Regions from separate parts of the Triticum aestivum genome. Here region 1 is linked to region 2. The links are chromatin contacts, called in public HiCAR-type maps. All regions are on one chromosome and are shown on one strand. Each heading gives the region's core, a stretch centred on a gene start, on an enhancer-like site or on the middle of the called end of the contact. The rest is flanking DNA. Distances are from core to core; before and after follow the strand shown. Region 1 holds the start of LOC123075068. Region 2 holds the start of LOC123079961 (PHD finger protein At1g33420).

Region 1 (7,246 bases), core at 425-2,924, 420 kb after region 2:
CCAGAGGAGGACTTGGAGGTGGAGGAGGAGGTGGTGGGAGAGGAGGAGCTGGAGGAGGAGGAAGAGGAGCACAAGGAGGACGTGGGAACGTTGGGGCCGAGGATTTGCAGGCGGAGCAGCAGGCAATCCTCGATTCTCTCCGGTCGGAATCAGCGGCGGAGGCCAAAAGCCATTGTCTGCGGGATGCGGAGGCGGAGCACGCTGAGGGCGTCGACGAGATGCTCGCTTATATGGATGAAGAGGAGTCGGATCCCTACGACGCGCCCAACTACCCGGCACCCGGTACGGACGTTGTGGACATCTTCGACGAGGAAGCTTAGTTTATGCTAGCATGGTGTACAGAGTACGTACGTAAGAATTCTTTTGCATGGTTTACATGATTTAAGGGATGAAATATGAGGTACACGATGCTTAGCATATGGACACGTCCAATCTATTTTACGGGCATTTAAGGAGCCGGATTTGTCAAGTCTGACAGTAGATGCTCTCACATCAAAACTACTGCTTGAACAAACCTTTTGAGCTGCGAGTCTAATTTCATCTAGGACGAAGACCTCACGAAGTGCGCAGCGGATCCATGGCCACAAATATCCGGCGCACGGCTTTGCGGCCGGACAAGGTGCCCTTCCCTTTGACTGCAGGACCGCGTACATGCCCCCAAAGTCCCAATGTCAGGACCACATTTAATGGCCGAGCTCACGTGACGCAGAAATACAGCAACGCAGTCCCATGTTCAAGTCAACGAACCCAAGCTCTTTATTTACTCAAAACGACGAACGAGACAAGAACAAGATCCAAAACAGAGGCACATCAAGAACGTCCATGGATCTTGAATCCAAGAAGCTTCTTGTTGACTAGACTAGACATGTTTGAACCCAAGAAGCTTCTTGCACGCCTTGAAGATGTGACCCCTCTTCTTCTTCTTCGTCTCCTTGCCGATCTCGTCGTTGCTCGCCGCGGCGTCTCCCGGCACCGCGGCCTCCGCCACCTGATGCTTCTTCTGCCCGTCGACCTCCTCGGGCGCCTCGGCGTCGTCGTCGCCGTCGTCCAGGCCGTCGTGGATCCGCCAGTACCCCTCCGAGAGGCCGGACGCCGGCTGCCTCCGCATGGAGAAGGCCCTCCTCACGGCCGCCTGGAAGCCGCCGCCGCGGTGGGCGCCGGTGGACTTGCTCCGCTCCACGGACGCGAACCTCTGGGAGGAGGACGAGAGGTTCCTGACGATGGCCGCCGCGCCGACCGCCGCCCCCTCCCACTTGCCCTCCTTCGCCGCGGCCGGGGACGGGGCTGGCTGCGGCTCCCCGCCGCCGCTGGGCGCCGGAGGGGACGAGGCGAGGTTGCGGTACCCGTTCATCCTCCCGCTTCAGTTTCCGCTGCTGCTGCTGCCGCTGCCGCTACGAGTGTACTGATCTGCGGGCGTGGGGCTTGTGGCGAGGAGGTTCTCAGGTCCGGGATTTGTACTCGCGTGCGCGGTGGAGTGGATGCGGCGCGTGCGCGGTGCTCGTCACTCGTCAGCAGCAGCACCGCGGCAGTGGAGAATGAGAACGGAGGGCGTAGTGCTGTGAGTGTGAGATCAGCCCCGCCGGCCTTGTCGCGGTGCTGTGTTGGGTTGGGTTTGGGGCGAGCCGTTTCGGTGGGTTGGGGCCCCGCGGGAGCGTCCAATTTGACCGCCGCGTGGGCTCCGGCCACGGGGTTTCGTGACGCCAATTCGTATCCAGGGGAATTGCTGCGCTACAATCTAGTGCATATGGATTCTTTGTCGCCTTGACATGACGTGTCACCAACCAAACCATCACCCTCTTATCTGGCATGAATTCAGGCGCTCCAACAGTGAACGAGCATGCACTCGCTTCCTGGTGCTCGTGGCAAAAGATTAAGCTCAACCGATTCACTATCCTGCTCTGCATATCAAAATACCAATTGTGGAAAAACACTTTCTCCAACGGACACAGCAACACGTTCTTCATAATTCGAGACTCAGCGATAACCGCTGCGTACTCGCCATGTCCAATGACTTGGTATCAACCCGTTCGGCACTATAAAAAGTATCGAATTTGGTCGAAATAGTCGCTCGAACGGACTCAACAACGGGCTCTGCAACATTTTGGTACCCGAGAACTCAAGGGAGGCAATGATGAACATGGAGCTTCAAGGCGATCAATGTGACCTCAGAGCTCGGGCATTGGCAGATAAGGAGCTTCGGGGGTGATGACGGTCCTTGGCGAGTGGCGCGATGTGGACGAAGGGCAAAGAGGGCGGTGGCAGGGTGGCGCCGGGTCAAGGGAGGGGCAACAGGGTACAACATGTGGCGGCTAGGGTAGGCTATCATTGGGAGTTGTTATTTTTACCTTCGTTCATGATATAGATCGTGTGCAACTCCACCAGCTTCATGTGCAACTTCTCGACATAATATTGACGATCTCCATGACTACCATTCCGAGAAGTTGCACACGAAGTTGGTGGAGTTGCACACGATCTATATCAATATTATGTCGAGAATTACGTTACCCCCGCGTCGCCTCTCTCTAGCGACACGGGGGGGAACCCCTCCGGCGCCGCCACCTCCCCTCCTCCCTCCACCCTCCCCCCCCCACCTCGCCGCCGCCTGAGGAGACCGTCGGCGAAGCCCGGACTGGCTCCAGGGAGGGTGGCGGCGGGGCATCTCTCTGCGAGGCGCGCGGGCGCGGCGAGCTAGGTCGGGCGCGAGGGCGCGGCTCCGAAGCGGGCGGGTGTGGCTCCGGCGGTCTGTGGGGTGACGCGGCGCGGTGGTGGTCTCGCTCTGGCGCGGCTCCGGCGGTGGGTGGGCGCGGCCAAGCGCGGATCTGGCGTGGCGATGTGCGGCACCGCGGTCCCCGCAGGATGGGGGTGCTCGGCCCGGCGGCGTCTTGGGGGTGCTCCGGCAGCTCCTGGCGCTGTGGATCCGGCAGATGGCGGGGGGTGGCAGCTCCGGGCGTGCGTGGCTGGCTCTGGCCGGCCCTGGGTTCTCCGGATCCGGCTGCTTCGTTGCGGCGAGAGGCTGTTTGGTGGTCCGGCCGGGCTTGGGCTCGGCAGACAGTGTGGCAGCGCTGGGCGAAAGCTCTGCCTCGGGCTTCTGGCCGGGGCCGGCGACGTCGACGCCCTCGGGTGCCGCGCTCTCCTTGAAGACGTCGTCGAGGTGTGCTGTCTGCCCTGCTTGTGTCTCTGGTCGGTGAGACCAGTGGTGTGGTGGTGGCTTCTGCTTGGTCATGGCGCGATGGCTTCGTGGGAGGTGTGCGGGTCAGCGGAGGTGCAGTGCGTGAGGGTGTGGTGTTGGGTGGTGCTCCGGGCGAAGGCTTGTCGGGTTTCTACCGGCCGACGGCGTCGGCGTCCGCGGATGTCGTGTCACCTCCTTGGAGGCGCCGCCGTGGAGTCCACCCCCTGCACATCCTTGGTTCCAGCTCTTCGGGTGAAAGCCTAAGGCCCAGTCGGGTCGGGCGACGGCGTCAGCATCGTCGCTTCCTCCTTTGGGGCGTCGCCTTGAAGAGCATTGGATCCGTTTGCACTTTCCTTCGGCTGGACGCTCGCGGCATTGCGGTCGGCGGCTGTCTGTCCGACAATGTGGATGTTGCGCGACTTCTAGTGTGGCAACGATGGCGGCTTCGAGCGAAGTTGGGCGGCTGCTGAGCTTTGGTAGTCGGTCTCATCCGGCGTGTTCGAGGGGTTGTCGGGCCTCATTTGTCTTCCTGAAGTCGGAGCTGTAGAGGAGGTGCTTCCGCGGCGACGATGACACGAGACGGGTGGTCGGCTCCGGTGCCGGCTCGACGCAGGCCCAGCGCTTTCCCCTACAATGCTCGTCGACAGAGTCGGAGCTGCCTGGTCGTCGGCCTGTGCAGTGGACTGTTTGGCATCGACCGACGCAGGCCTCGACGCTTGTTCGTGGTTTTCTCTTCGACGGCGTGTGTGCGTTCTTGTGTGGGTTGTCAGGTCGCCCTGTGTGTCTTGTTTTTGCGGGCATGTTGTGACGGTTTTCGCCCGGTTTTCCGTTAATTAACTGGGCACCTCTCTTCGACTTTTTTAATGAATCGGGCCCTAAGAAACCGCGTTTCAAAAAAAATATTATGTCGAGAAGTTGCACACGAAGTTGGTGGAGTGCAGCGTCGAAGGAGTTCTGAGAGAGCCCTTATCCGGTAAAGGGTTTTGAGGGACTTATCTGGTAAGTTGAAGAACCTAAAAACCTACATCCACCTTACAAATCCAGATAGAGGGAATGCCATTTTTCCGGAAAGAAAAAGGAATGGCATAAATGGGCATTCGGGCCATCATTTAAGGAGTGTGAGAAAGTCACACTGGGCTGACTATGGGCCATTGGGATTGGGGTAGCGGCCTTCCTGGTGACGGCGGGTTGAGCGAGTTTGCTTGTCTCAAAAAAATAAAATTTCTCATGCGTTTGCAGAATATTCCCTAAAAAAATCCTGCAGAATATAGCAACAACAAGAAGGCTCTGCAAATTCGCACGGATAAGAGAACGGCACCGACAACAAACCAGGATTTTTGTTCACATTCTCCGGCTTTTACAACAATCTCCCGCTGTACAAAAACTGAACGAAACTTTCGACCGAGTGAGATGGTCAGGGTGGCATGTGGGAGCGGTGGTGGTCGTGCGGCGGCCAGTGCACCCCCTCCCTGGGGCACGGCGGCGGCAATGGCGCCGGCTGCGCGAGGTAGGTCGGGTACCGCTGCCCCGGCATCAGCACCGACAGGTCCGCCGCCTGCAGCACCGTCTGCACCTGAAACATGGCAGATTTTAACCGCTCAGCTATGTACCACGCACGCATTGCGTGTCAAGTTTAAGGGCCTGGCGTTGAGTAGTCACGGAGCGAGATCAGGATGGTCTTACCATGGGCGGGCTCCGGGGTTTGCCGGGCGAGCGGTGGCCACGCCGGCGTCTGCCGCCCGGGGAGTCGGCCGGCGCCTGGAAGGCCTGGGGCCTGATGAGGTGCTCGAAGATGGCCATGAGGAGGAAGATGGAGATGAGGATGGCCGTGGCCGCGAAGCCGAAGGAGATGGCGTCCATGGACGTGCCGAAGTCCCTCAGCGTCGTCGCCTCGCCCCTCGCGTCCGCGGCCGCAGCCGGCTCGGACGGCGTCATCGCGGCGTCCCCCGGTGGCCACGCCCTCGACCTCTGCCCAGACTCGCTCATGGCCGCCTCCTCCTTGGGCCTTCTTCACAGCCAGTCAAAACAGTCCCTGCAAATCGATAACATGGCCCTCATAAGCAAGTAAATCTACTGAAAAAAATCAGTAAAGTTCAGCTATAGTGGCAGCACTCCTACTGAATTGGTTCTACACTGCGAGTGATCAATTGAACGAAGATGAAAAGCACCCACAAGCCAGAACCTTGTAGCACATTGCAGGCAAAAGAGAACTACTACTACATACCTTCAGTTAGTTCAGAGTCTTGCTTTGCCTCTGGCGGAAGGGGTGATGAAGGCTCAGTGCTGGCTGCCCAAATTCCAGGACCGGAGCGGAAGAAAGAACCTACATGAAGCAGAGCTAGGCTGGCTGCAGCCTCTACTTAAAGGGAGGCCACCCAGCCACTGACCCAAAAAGCGAGATCTCAGCTACAGATCCGGTGGTGGCAAATGTGCCGGGAGGAGAAAGAAAACCAAAATGAAAATGTATATTTGGAGGAACAAAAAGAGTGCCGCGGGGAAAGGCTGCCACAGCTCCATATAGAAATGCGCGAGATTGGTACTACTGTACCACGAAAAATAATCCCGGGATCATGGTTAGTGGCTCCCCACTCCCGTGCACTCTCGAGTCCGTATGCTGCAGCCCACATGATCCTCCTAAAGACCAGCGTTGGCCGTGAAATGTGTAGAATATGTGAATTGCCTCTTCGTGCATAGACACGTATATATGATGTATAAAGGTGGGTCATATACCTCAACTATACAAGGAACTAGGAGGCGGGCCCGATACACAATATGCACATAACACATATACTCAACACCCCTCGCAGTCAAAGCGGCACCGCGGCTGACGCAAAGACTGGACCGGAACTCTTCAAATGACGTCGTAGGCAAGACCTTGGTCATGATATTGGCAAATTGTTGGGAAGTAGGGGCGTGCAAAACGCGAATATGGCCAAGTGCCACCTGTTCCCGAACAAAATGAATATCCAACTCAATATGCTTGGTCCGTCGATGATGCACCGGGTTAGCGGAGAGGTAGACCGCCGAGACGTTGTTGCAGTAGACCACCGTGGCACGGTCAACAGGGCAAGAGAGCTCCTGAAGCAGCTGGCGAAGCCACGAACACTCGGCGACGGCGTTGGCCACCGCATGATACTCAGCCTCAGCACTGGAACGAGAGACCGTAGGCTGCCGCTTGGACGACCACGAGATGAGTGAGGGTCCAAGATAGACACAATAGCCCGAAGTGGAGCGACGAGTGTCAGGGCAGCCCGTCCAGTCTGCATCAGAGTAGGCGGTGAGGGCGGTGTCGGCGGAGGCGTGAAGCATGACACCAAGATCCATAGTGCCACAGATATAGCGGAGAATCCGCTTGACGGCAGCCCTTTGAACGTCTCGAGGAGCATGCATATGAAGACACACCTGCTGCACGGCATACTGGATCTCCGGTCGAGTCAGAGTGAGGCACTGGAAAGCACCAACGATAGACCGATAGAAAGCAACATCCGAAGCAGGAGAACCATCCGTGGCAGAAATCTTGGCCTTTGTATCAACGGGCGTAGCGACGGGCTTGCAATTAAGCATGCCGGCGCGCTCGAGGAGCTCGTGAGCGTACTTCCGCTGATGAAGGAAGAAGCCATCCGGACGGCGCACCACCTCGACACCGAGGAAGTAGTGCAAAGGACCCAAGTCATTGATGGCGAACTCAGCGCGAAGACGAGCCGTGAGCTGACTGAGGAGACCAGCCGTACATGCCGTCAGGATGATGTCGTTGACATAGAGCAGCAAGTAGGCCGTGTCAGAGCCCTGATGATAGACGAAGAGCGAGGCGTCCGAGCGGGTAGAGCAGAACCCAAGCTGATGGAGAAACGCCGCGATACGCTGGTACCAAGCGCGCGGAGCCTGCTTGAGTCCGTACAAGGACCGCGAAAGCAGGCACACGTGGTCGGGAAGCGCCGGGTCAACAAACCCAGTGGGTTGCTGGCAGAAGACCTGCTCCTCGAGGTGACCATGGAGGAAGGCGTTGGAGACGTCCATCTGGTGCACCAGCCAAGCACGGGAGACCGCAAGGTGGAGAACCGTGCGTATCGTGCCGGG
Region 2 (7,047 bases), core at 3,329-5,828:
GGTGGGGTGGGGCGGCAACCAAAATGTGTTTTGAGCCGATTTCAATAGATAAATGGGCCATTTACTAAGGTATTTTTAGAAGAAGAAAATCATGGGCCGAAGGGCGGTGGCCCACATTGGCCCTATTGAAGCTTTGTCAATACCCAAACCACATCACATTATGTATCTTTCTGCATTGGTCCCATATGAAGTATGCAACATTAGGTTTGCCTTTCCTCTTTCCGACGTCCCCCACCATCGATTCATTGCTTCACCTCAAGAATATCAGGAAGAGGAGGGCATTGATTTAATAAGATGAAAGCATGGTAACAAAAAGATATGAGAAAACACTCAAGTCATTTTATGAAAAGTAGCTAGTGAGCAGAATTTTTCTCTATCTCACTCTCATACACATAAGTAAAAATTCACATTAACTGCCATCTAAATGGCCGACTAGCCATTTTATCTAACATGGATTGTTTCCTGCCATCGATGGACAAAGTTTAAGGTCTCACTTTAGCATAAGAGTTTCTTTTCTTTTGTGAATAGTATCTAACTAGCAAGTCCAGTGACTATGTATGTAAATATATCTGTAGCAGAGAAATCAGGGGCCGAGGAGGTCAGCCACTATGGATTTTTCCGCTTCCCCTCGCCTCCCCCTGGTCATGATGTGAGAGGGGTGTGGGATTTTCGTATGCGTGTTTAGAAGATTTATTAGCGTGATTTCTATAATCTTCATTGGTAACACCTTGGCGGAGTATCCAATACCATCAAGAATAAAGGCACTCTGGGTCTTCTGCTGTTGTGGTGGTTGCTTACCATGTAGTGCCACAGAACCAATGAGTTTGTTGTGTATCTACGGTTTTGGTGTGTCTTACCTTGCATATTTTAGGTTTACGTCCTTGCGGATTTGTTCATAAGGATCTAACAAGTTTAAATTAGTGTTTTTTGTCGCATTTTTGTGATCCAATGACTGAGAGTCAATCTTTTTGGGTTATGGCCAAGATCTTGTGGCTTGAAGACATGTACCTCTAAGGGATCATGCCCGACCAAGAATACAAATAGGTCTACTAAGAAGATCTTGTTGCCTTTTACTTTACCAGAATTGGAGCCAGGTTGTATCCATTTATTCACTATACAAAGAAAATCACAACTTTTGATTCCATTCAAAAAAGATTACTCGCAGTTCCCATCCTTTTGGATGGGCGACTCAAGAGGATTTCTTAAACCTATGAATCAAGTTCATGTAGGTGTACGAGTGGCGGTTTGATGTGGATTTTAGGTTTATATCCTCACGGATTCGTTCATACGGGTTTGATGAGTACGTGTTAGCATTTACTGTCGCTTTTATTGGTGTGATTCGTTGTGAGTTTGGAGTCCCTCTTTGACGTTATGGTGAAGATGTTCTAGTTTTATGACATGTACCTATAGGAGATCATCCCCGACCTAAGTATGTTCATTCCTCACGACTTACCATCCTTTTGGATTAGTGATTCAAGAGTATTTATGAAATATATGAAGATAGTCAAGTTTGTGCAAGTATATGAGTGGCGGAGTACCTTTTGTTATAGAAGTTACTTTGTAATTTCTTGGACCTCAGATTCAAAATGTTGTACTTGCAATTTATGTTGACTTTAAATTGCACGTCATTCAGAAAAAATGCATCAAAGATATTGGTTCGGCTCTGTATAATCCATTGTTTGGCGCACAAAGAAAATCCGATGCGCGCGAGGGGTAGTCATTAGCAGAAGAAATAATTTTTTTAATTCTCATATTTTCTTGATGCAATAGGGTATACATGGCATCAAAAATGTCATAGCCTCTTTTTTTAACACCACCTCATATATTAATTAACCAAAGAACGTGTTACAATTGTTCAGTACAGAGTTCACCACACAGGGCGGTACATCATTAACAAGAATCCCATCCACTCTATTATCAAAACTAAACTTAGCTATTAGATGGGCCACCTCATTAGCCGAACGCCTAATCTTTGACACTCTGAAGCTATCCATTAGCTTAGTAATACTCCATGCTTCCTTCTTCAGATCGTGTAGAGCTGATCTATCATCAAATCATTTGGAAAAATCGCCGCAACAAAAGCGCAATCGGTCTCTAAAATTATAGGAGAATAAAGTGTCATACCTATATAGAGACCAACAATGCAAGCTCGGAGTTCCGCTTCCTCCACGCTACTACACCTCCCAATGTAGTCCCATGAAGAGATCAAGACTTTGCCAGCAAAATCCCTAGCCACCACACCCACACTTGCCGCGCTAATACTTTCCACAAAGCTTGTGTCGACATTAATTTTGATATAACCTGAAGGTGGGGGCTTCCAACCCATCCGAACTTCCAAAATATTTGGAGCACTTTGCAGACCACTCATCGGAATTTTCCCTTTATTCTTTGAATCCTCCAATGGCCTTGAATGACTTGCGCCAAAGGACGACCAATAATTATCAATAAAATTTGTCGAATTTGTGACTGACTCCGTGCCCTTGCCAAAAATCAAATCATTTCTCAAATGCCAGGCTCTCCAGAAAATAAAAATAATTTTGTCCCGCATAGACTGTCCCACTTGACTTAGAACAACAAAAAACCAATCCGACCCAGTATACCTGAATGCATCCTCCGTCGGTAACTCCCAAATATCTCTCATGGCCATGTGCAACGCATGAGCCTTGGGGCACGTAACAAGCGCATGAAACGTATTCTGGTCCTTCACTCGACATATCAAGCACGTACTGAGAGTCGCTTGGTGGTGTGCCACTCTGTTTACTTGGACAGCCAAGCTATTGGTAGCGGCCCGCCATGCAAAAATACGGATCTTCTGAGGAACATTGGCCTTCCAGATGATGTCCCAAATTTTCCTCTCCCCCAATGTTGCCTCGTTGTATTGCCCCTCGTCTTCTTTTTGTTCCTTTAGCATGAGTGCAAGCTTGTACCCGCTTTTAACTGAGAACATCCCCGTCTTCTCGAAGTGCCATGCAACACAATCACCCTCCCCTGAAGATGGGATACGCAGCCGAAGGATCTCTTCTGCATCATGAGGGTAAAAATAGGTGCCTAACCAAATTCTCGTCCCATCTTTTTGGCCCAGTTAGAATCAATTCAGACACCATTTCATTCTCGTCCTACTCTTTCTTGCTGTAATTTTAAGTCCAGAGTACCTTGGGAGCCAGTTATCTCTCCAAATGTTAATATTAGAGCCATCCCCCACCCTCCAAATAACTCCTGATTTCAGCAACTCCAGTCCATGCATAATACCTTGCCAAGGCAGTGAGGCCGACTGAGGAAATACAGTGTCGAGGATATGTCCCTGTGGGTAATATTTTGCCTAATGTCATAGCCTCTTTGGGCTGCAGGAAATCAAAAACGCAGAAATAGAAAATACACATGATCGAGATGCCAGTGCTACGAATTCCTACATGGTTCCAAAACATAGGCATTTGCAGAGAGTGGTCTTTGGATGCCGCACATGAGAAACACATAAATTTAGATGATTGATCAAAGAAAGTAGACAAATAGAGTGCAGTGCATTGGATTTCTCAAAGAAAATAAAATAAAAGGAGGTTGGAGGTCATGTTGAGATTTCTATGGAATAAAGGGCGTAAGAATGGATTCCAAAAGAGTTTGGTATTCTAACAAATAAAATGCTGACCTAAATCCTACTGTACAAAGTATTTCCTTACGAAAAATATGTATATGGATTGAAATCCTCCAATATTCTTATGAAATTTCTCTAATTCAAAAAGACCCTCACTATGTCAAGTAATCCACTTTTTCCTCTTCAAACCACATTCACATTTGGAGATAGTCTTAATCCTCGTGTGCAATCAAGATATGTGATAATTTATAATTTCAAGCTTCGTCGGATACAGAAAAGTGTGCAACAGTAGAGTATGGACATTCTTAGCTGGCGAACGTTTTTTTTTTGGGGGCGGGGGGGGAGCATTTGCAAACGTTTTCGATAGAGAAGACATTTTTAGGAGGGTGGGGATACATTAAAAAAACTGTCATCGTTTGATCTCAATCAAATGGCTGCGAGGGTGTTCGCCGAGAGTTTCTTTCCCGCGAACGTTCCCAGTTAGCATTACAGTAGATTATTGAGTATATTGGTTACTATATTCTCAAGAAACCAGTAACCACATGATTATTCTCTCAAGAAAATGTTCACTTTCCCTCTGATTACAATATTTATTCTAAACATGATTATTCTCTCAAGAAAATGATCGCTTCTTTTGTTCAAATATAGAATGAAGTCCATGGTTTGCTCAACCATAGCCTACCACTATTTTGATCTCTGGACGTCTTTGGCTGACGCCATCGCCACGTGGTAGGCCAGTACGCAGAAGCGCCAACAACCAACAGATCCAGAAAAGTGCGAGCCCCAAGACCAAGAGGGGCATTCAGGTCATTCCACGTGCGTGGGGTCACGTCCACCTCTCGCAATCGTCCTCTCCGGAAACAGGGGGCCCGAAATGACCATCATGCCCCGCGTCTTTATTCCCTCCCATTTCTGCCGCTATCTTTTCGGAAAGCCCCCGAACCCAACCAGACCCAACCCAACCACCCACCCACCCACCCAACCCTGGTTAGCGCTCTGCCACGACCTGACGCGCCCGTCCCATCAGATCCCGCAGGCAGGCACATACACCCGTCCCACCATAGGCCTCCCCCTTGCGCGTGGGCCAGGCCATTCATTGCAGCGCGCCGGTGTACAAGGACCGGGCGTACGGGGTCGTGCTTCACCTCGAAGGAATCGACCCCATCACCTCCCCCCTCTTTATCTCGGAGCGGCCGCCGCCGCAAACCCTAACCACGGTTCGGTTCCGATCCGGTTCGACGACGACGAGGAAGGAAGGAGGGAGACGGGGGCGGAGCGGCCAGATCTGACGAGATCCGACGGAGGGGGCAGCGGAGATGGTGGTGAACGGCCGGCCGCTGAAGAAGGCGAGGACGCGCGCGGAGGCCAGGGACTTCGCCGGGTTCCCGGCGGCCACGGACGGCGGGGCGGTCGGGACGTTCCGGGAGGCGGTGAGGGGCTTCCTCGCGAGGCACGCGCGGCTGCTGCCGCTGCCCTCCATCTTCTCGCCGGCGGCCGCGGCCGCGCCGCCGCACCTGCTAACGTGGAGGGTGTCGCTGCGGGTCGGCGAGGAAGGGGCGGAGGAGGACGCCGGCGGCTGCGGGGTGGAGCTCAACGTCGTCGAGGAGGATGTGCTCAGATCGCGATCTGTGTATTGCGATCAGTGCAGAGTCGTAGGTGAGTTGCTTTCCTTTCCCCCCTTCTCTTTTTTTTGTCTCAGAACATTGTTTTCCCCGTATAAAATTGTGTTTTTTTCTGTTTGAAAACTTTTTGTTGGATAATGTCCTGTTTGTCTTTTTATTATTTATATTGATTTCGTTTTTTAATTATTTTGCGGGTATGTGATTTTTTTTGAGTGACGGGTAAATGCCGCCTGTATGGCATTTGGCATCGCATGTTTTCCTGTATTTTTTTTAGGCCAACTGTTACCAAATTTTATTGTTGGGGTGTTGCTTTTGAGCGAACAGTGTGCATGATTATTTTCGTTCTCCTGATTGTCACAATCATACAGTAGCGGTGACGGAATCTCATTCTCTAATGCATCTGTGCGCTGTTGCAGGATGGAGTGGGCACCCGGTGTGCGGCAAGCGCTACCATTTCATCATCGAGAACGACAGCATCCAGATGGCTGGCCGTCGTCGCACCTGCTGCCTGCGCTGCGGGACTCCCATGGCCGCTGCAGAATCAAGGTTGGAAGAACAAACATACATATCAGTTCTTGGACAAAACGAACATACCTTTCTGCATGTATGTCTGAAGAAAAAATTACATATGACCGAACGATTGAACTGCATGCCCAATTTGTTTTCCAGCTGTGCGAAGTTCTTGAATTTGTTCAGCCCATGGGCTGTATGTGCGAATTTATTTTACAGTCTGTTCAAAGATTCTTCTCTGTGCAAAGATGTATCCTTACCTTGGATGCAATTTCTTCTCCAGGTGCCTCTTGTGCAACTTTGACATGGAAGGCGAGGAGCTGGAAGAGTGCGGGTACCTGCATCTTGACGATTCCTCTCACTTGCTGCACGCAGTTGTGCATGCAAACGGCTATGGGCATCTTCTCAGGGTAAATGGCCGCGAGGGCGGGTCGAGGCACCTTACTGGCCGTGACATAATGAGCTTCTGGGATCGCCTGTGCAAGGTGCTGCATGTGAGGTAAACGGCTTTTACTGCTGTTGATGGTGCAGTTAGGGTGACATGACATGACCATTATTCAAACACCATCCGTCCAGCAATAGCACTAAGAATTCCATTTGGCCCCTTGCAGGAAGGTCACTGTCATGGACATATCCAAGAAGCAAGGAATGGACTATAGGCTTCTGCATGCCATCACGACTGGGCATCCATGGTATGGTGAATGGGGATACAAGTTTGGCGCCGGTAGCTTTGCTCATACCTCAGATACCTACCAGGAGGCGGTTGATGTGCTCTCCGGTATACACCTGGCGTTGTACTCCTCACATCGCAGCCCCATCAGAACCCCTTTGCAGAACACAATTGCTCTATATTGGTCCCTTTCTGATCGACAGCTTGTGACTGTGAGGGACCTCTTCCGGTTCATAATGCACCTGCTTCATCAAGCTCGTAAGGACGCTGAGACGTCAAAACCAGCCATGGATGAGCACAGAGAAGTTGAATCGAACGTGCTCTGCATGTGGACAAATGAAGATATCAACCGAGCAGAAGCTGCAATGCTCAAGGTCCTCCGGGCTGTCCAAGCTGGGCGCTGGGTGTCCTGGCGCGCACTGAGGGGAGCTGCATCGAAGGCTGTTGATTCACAGGAACTGCTTGATTACTCTCTTCGAGGTCTGCGGGGGAAACTGATGGACGATGGCCATTTCATTGCTGTCCGCTGCAATACCGAGACAAGCGCAATTGAATACAGGTAAACCTTGTTTCCAGTATGTTGCTCCAATTTTCAGAACTCTTCATCAGGCCTTGTCTTTGACCCTTATTTCATGCCAAAACAGGCTGGAAACATA

What was found. HiCAR-type assays count read pairs that join an accessible place to other places.
Region 1: a HiCAR-type map of leaf shows a contact between it and region 2, with 10 times the contacts expected there. The contact joins the promoter of LOC123075068 here to the promoter of LOC123079961 in region 2. A contact is called at or near these places in 1 of 5 Hi-C or Micro-C datasets (leaf) and 1 of 1 datasets of contacts at active chromatin or transcription factors (leaf).

Annotation. Positions count from the first base shown.
Region 1 is chr3D:498,044,352-498,051,597 of IWGSC CS RefSeq v2.1, forward strand. It overlaps LOC123075068, which reads right to left and starts at 1,675. Exons shown (of 1, transcript XM_044497752.1): 1 at 731-1,675. The coding sequence starts at 1,351. The coding sequence ends at 860. LOC123075069 reads right to left here and starts at 5,594. Exons shown (of 3, transcript XM_044497753.1): 1 at 5,394-5,594; 2 at 4,853-5,201; 3 at 4,489-4,742. The coding sequence starts at 5,155. The coding sequence ends at 4,584.
Region 2 is chr3D:497,618,807-497,625,853 of IWGSC CS RefSeq v2.1, forward strand. LOC123079961 (PHD finger protein At1g33420) reads left to right here and starts at 4,579. Exons shown (of 5, transcript XM_044502802.1): 1 at 4,579-5,245; 2 at 5,628-5,757; 3 at 6,005-6,220; 4 at 6,333-6,950; 5 at 7,036-7,047. The coding sequence starts at 4,906.